Linked DNA regions of Zea mays: region 2 is linked to region 1. The links are chromatin contacts, called in public Hi-C maps. All regions are on one chromosome and are shown on one strand. The core of a region is the stretch at or near the end of the contact, and the rest is flanking DNA. Distances in the headings are between cores, read along the strand shown. Region 1 holds the start of LOC100282930. Region 2 holds the start of LOC100192822 (Exostosin family protein).

The links. Hi-C and Micro-C count contacts between places; a contact is called where the count stands out from the background.
Region 2: a contact with region 1 is called in a Hi-C map of leaf, with 2.2 times the contacts expected there. The contact joins the promoter of LOC100192822 here to the promoter of LOC100282930 in region 1. A contact is called at or near these places in 4 of 25 Hi-C or Micro-C datasets (ear, leaf and tassel).

What each region holds. Positions count from the first base shown.
Region 1 is chr3:183,205,966-183,208,769 of Zm-B73-REFERENCE-NAM-5.0, reverse strand. LOC100282930 reads right to left here and starts at 1,437. Exons shown (of 2, transcript NM_001155835.2): 1 at 700-1,437. The coding sequence starts at 1,317.
Region 2 is chr3:183,335,269-183,337,968 of Zm-B73-REFERENCE-NAM-5.0, reverse strand. It overlaps LOC100192822 (Exostosin family protein), which reads right to left and starts at 1,328. Exons shown (of 8, transcript NM_001138013.1): 1 at 1,002-1,328. The coding sequence starts at 1,271.

The DNA.
Region 1 (2,804 bases), core at 188-2,687:
CTGGGGCGGTCTCCTTCATTGCGCGCGGGGACAGGGCGCCATGAATTCTCCACCAAACAACCGTGGCGTAAATGGAGCCGGACGGGCGCGCCTTCAATCCGCCCGGCTCAGCCGCTAGTGAAACCGATGATCCCCCTTCCTATCTGGTTGTGACAACGCCACCCGTAAACAGATGGACGTGCGTATACAGTGTCTGCATGCATGTGTCATAAGGACCTGACAAGCTGCTAAACTATCTAATAAATTCTTGAGAGAACAGATGGACGGGAACTAGTGAAAGCACAGCAGGGCGCAACGATTGCCTACGATGACATTTCAAATTTCTTTCTTTCTTTCTTTCCATGTCGATATGCTACTACAAACCCTCAGTCAGACCAAATTCACAATCACGCCTTAAATTCCAATCTGGGTGGCCTTCAGGCGGATGGAAAATTGAACAACTGTCATTTAAATAGCGGTCAGATGTTACCTAAATTGTGGAACAGTTGGGTGTTATTTCTACTTTAATTCCAGTCTTCAACTACCCGATATGTTCCGTGTTGCCGGTAATAAATAGTCTGTAATTGCGAACCTGGGTCTGGGTGCTACCAAATACTACGTACGAATGCATCCAGCGATCGAGATGAAACTATTATTACTATTATTTTAGCAGGAAATTAAGAAGTGGTAGCTGAGCCGTGGGATCGGAGTACGTGGAACCTTGCAGATGGACATGAAGTCGAAGTCGGTCTCCCTATCCCCCATGCCGACGTCGGGCAGCGCGTCGCCGAGCTCCTTGACGACGGCCTTCTTCTTGTGGTCGCCGACGAGCACGCCTGGCCTGGCCATGAAGCCCGTGGCCTTGCCGTCCCTGCCGACCTCCAGCTCGGTCCCGACGACCTTGTCGGCGCCGAGGAAGGCCCTGGCGAAGGGCTCGACCATGACCCTGGGGCTGGCCGTGACGACGTAGCGCCTGCCGAAGGAGCTGAACACCCTCCAGCTCTCCGGGTGCACGTCGCCCGCGTAGAACCTGGGGAGCACGGAGCGCGCCACCATCTCGATGCTGCGCACCTTGAGCCCCGCCACGGAGATGTACACCAGCGTGCTGATGGCCAGCGACTCGGAGAAGAAGGCGTAGGTGACGTAGACGAACGGCACGGACAGGAGCAGCAGCGCGGCGCGGAGGACGCTGCCGGCCTCGAGAGCCACGAGGAGGTAGTAGGGGAACGCGCTCCTGGAGATGAGCAGCGTGCCGTCCAGGTCGGCGGCCACCGTCTGCTCCGACCGCCCCTCCGAGCAGCACTCCTCGATGGGCTTGAATCTGGGAGACGCCACCATCTTGCTGGTAGTACGTGCTCGGTGTCTCGGCCCCAGACCCAGAGGAGAGACGTCGTACTGCTGCGTGCGAGTTGCTTGGCAGTGGAGTGGGGCGGCGAGGTGGAGTTAATATACGCGCGCGAGGTTGGTCATGACATTGCATTGCATTTGCAGGCCAGGGCCACGACGCGCGAGGTGACGGTGTATAATTGCAGTAGTGCAGCAAGTCATCCTCTCCTCGCAGTCGCAGCTAACTTGAGTGGCCATTACTTCTAGAGAGCGATGTCTATGCGGTGCTCCAGTGACCACGGGAGAGCACCGTTCGAGTAGCGCCTAGCTAGCAGCGATACCTGTCGCTTGTTTAGCCCCAAGCTGAGCTGATGAGGTCGCTGTACGCCGCGCCAGGTAAGGTGAATGAAAGCCGTTGCGTTATCTCGTCTGTTTCGTGTTTTCTCACCAACACGTTGAATTTATGAGGCGGACAGACGGGTAAAGTGGCGCCAACGGGCAGCCGTGTCATATCGTGCGTGGATCCATCCACATTTACGATGCCCGGCCGGGACGGAAAGCTAATGGTTTTTTTTTCTTCCCTACGAAAGAGATGGCTAAATGTGTCACACTTTACCTAAGGTTAGTCGTTCGAATTTTGCCTAACTTTTCTGCCTAAGATTAGTTCTTCAATTCGAACGACTAAACTTAGGCAAAGTGTGGTATAGTTAGCCACGAATCAAACAGAACCTAGGCAAAAAAGTGAGGCAAAGTGTGGCAAGTTAGACATCAAACCAAAGAGACCTTGAAGCATGGACAGCGTGCGCGACTGTGGTGGATGGGAGAGCACACACAGCGGCTTTAATCGCGTCGGAATAGTTGGTTGGGAAGTTTATTGAGCGTCCGCCCGCCCATTGATTTGCGTCGCCGCTCGCCGACTCGGACGTGGATAAGCCTCGCTCGCCAGTCAATACAGCAGCTAATAATACCACGGTATTACAGGTACCACAATTTTGCGATACTGTAGTTTACAAATACCATTGTATTCAATTGCCGGCAGCAGAAATATACCTGTTTTTGCTTTACCTCATCTAAACCACGGTATTTTTTAAGAACAAGTGCTTGTTTGGTTCTATAGTTCTCTTTCAATAAAAATTCCACATGTGCAAAGTTTAATATATATCAAAGCACCAAAATTTATCGCTCTAGTGAAAAATATCGTACCTAAAGATGATAATGGGCCTCGATCCTCGATTCCTCGCGAGGAATTTCTCCATTAGTGAATGGGGAGGGTTACCCCGCGGGGATGTAAACAGAAAAAAAATCATCTCTCAACGGGGGACGGAGATAGGAAAACATTTTCTATCTCCGTTCTCCGCAGTGACCCGTTAAACTTATATATGATAATATTTTCATGTAAACTATAATGATAAAAAATAAATAATTAGATAACTCGTTGTACAAATATGTTTATTTTGATGTACACATAATGATTTCTGACATCTGCCATGTGTATAAGT
Region 2 (2,700 bases), core at 79-2,578, 130 kb before region 1:
ATTCATGAAAATGTTAGCCATAGAATCAAAGCGGGATGGATGAAATGGCGTAAAGCATCGGGAGTCCTATGTGACAAGAGAGTGCCACATAAGTTGAAAGACAAGTTCTACAGGACAACGATTAGGCCTGCTATGTTATATGGGGCTGAGTGTTGGCCTACTAAGAGTCGACATATCCAACAACTAAGTGTCGCAAAGATGCGTATGTTGTGTTGGATATGTGGGCACACAAGATTGGACCGAGTGAGAAATGATGACATACGCGATCGGCTAGGAGTAGCGCCAATTAAAAAAAGCTTATTTAACACCGGCTGAGATGGTTTGGCCATGTCCATCGGAGACCCCCAGAGGCACCGGTGCATAGAGGCATCATAAGACGGGACAATAATGTGAAGAGAGGTAGATGTCGACCAAACTTGATATGGGAGGAGCCAATCAAAAGGGACTTGAAGGAATGGAATATCCCAATAGAGTTATGTTTGGATAGAAGTGCTTGGAAAGAAACTATCCGCGTGCCTGAACCGTGATTAGTCCTTTTTCCTTCTAGTGCTCTCAAAAGCTTTTCCCCTCCTCTATCTCTCTCTTTCTCTTTTTGGTGACATCTTGTTGGGTTTTAACTCTAGCTTACCCCAACTTACTTGGATAAAAGGCTATGTTGAGGTTGAGATTGAGTTGTGTGTTAAGTAACAAAATTTTGAATCAGGAATTTATCGAATTGCACGGTGCAGAGTACGTTGCTTGAAACATTGATTGAGATGGACGGCCTAGAGACACAAGTATGAATGTATGATTGATGTTGTGCAGGTTCAATAGTATACGCCCTCTGAGTCGAATTAGGTTAGGACCAGGGGCAGCAGCTATACTGTAATGTAGGGAGCGGCGTAGCGCAATTGCAACAAACTATTTGTGCGTTGCCTCCTTAGACAAGATCAGCGCCGGTGTTCTGTGACCAAGGGGGAGAGCGATTTAAGAGAAAAGAGGTGGTGGGGTCCAAGGCTTACCTGGGTGCCCCATTGGCCCTTGAGGCATGTGGCGGCGTTGATGGTGCCGTCGCGTCCCCGGAGCAGGGCGCGGAGGCCCTGGATCTCGTCCTCAGCGTAGACGTAGATGCGGAGGTCAGCGGAAGAGAAGGGCCGGCCGGGGTTTATGGGGGCGGAGGAATATGTGTCGAGGAGGAAGCGGTCGAAGAGGCGGGTGAGGAGGAAGGTGGCAGAGACGAGGACCAGAGCGCCCACCTGGTGAGCGCGGCTGCAGGCTTGGTGGTGCCGCATGCTCGCATAGCTCGCCGGAGCCAAAGATGGGATAAAAAGTGAGGGGATCTGGTTCCGAATTTCCGATCATGAGCCCGGCGCGCCGACGATCAGCAGCAGCCAGCAGGTTAGCTTCGGTGAGCGGATCAGCGGACCTTGTTTCAATCTCTCCAGTTGGGCCGGGCCTTCTAGATTTCATCATTCTTTGACTGGGCCTCACCCAGTCGGGGTGGCAACGGCCAACGGGTGTAGCTTGTGCATCTAGAGTAAACTGTTGAGAACTACGTTACCACGGATCACCAGATCCGCTCCCATCCATCCCGTCAGCAGTAGAGGCGCAAGAAGATGTAGAGAACCCGTCTCCCTTCCCATAAGCATGACAGAGGAAACACACGAGACACTGGATATAGGGTTGGGCCTCTGGCCTCTTTCTGATCTATATTCCATACGAGGGGGTACATGTTCTATATATAGAAATGTGATTGCCCTCAGGGGCATATTCGGTATTTGCCCACATAACCCTTTATTAGGGTTTCTCAACACTCCCCCTTGGGCGAATACCGCGACCAACACATGCCTCATTAAAACTCCCAAAAAACCCAGTGGGAAAATATGGAGAAAGAGCGCATGGTGACGCATATTGCATTTGCACTTTGTTGCCTCGTTAAAAACCTCATGTGAGAAACTTCAGGAAAACTCACCAAGGAAAAAGAGTACAACAACTGTCATTAGGACATATTTCGATCTTCTATATCTAGATTCAATTGAATCTTCTATAAAGGCTAACTTTAGAAATGTGCTCCCCCTGATCCTTGCAAAATTGTATCAATAAGGCAAAACATCTTCTTCTGGAAGTATATGCACATAAAGATTTAGCAAACAGATTGCATATCCTTGCAAGGACTATTTCAGGAACTTTACCTCTACTCACTTCTAGTATATACGAGGTAAGTGCACGTATCAATATAAATAAGCCACTTTGATTGATGGTGTTTGATCGACTGGATCTATATATTTGATAGAAAGTTCCATAAAGGTTCACATATTGATCATCAAGCTCACACCTTCAGTGCATAGAATATGACATTTATTGTCTCACGATTGTGATCAATATAAGCATTCGCTCCCCCTGACGATGACATCTGTCAAAGTCGTTATCCCTCATAACTCAAGCATATTCTTCAAGATATATGTCTTATTGTTCATCTGGAATAACGAGAATGGATGAGGTTGGGGTACTATCATTTTCTATCTTACACCACAATTTATACATAGTTGTGCAAAGCAAATAACATGTCCTTCAATAAGACTTAGGGGATAATATAGTTGCAATAATACATATTCTAAATATGACACATCGCTCCAGGCGTTCATCCATTGCAACATCTATGATGGTGTAACAAAAGTCCATCAAAGATCATAATCCATCAGGGATTTTTCATCGATCAGA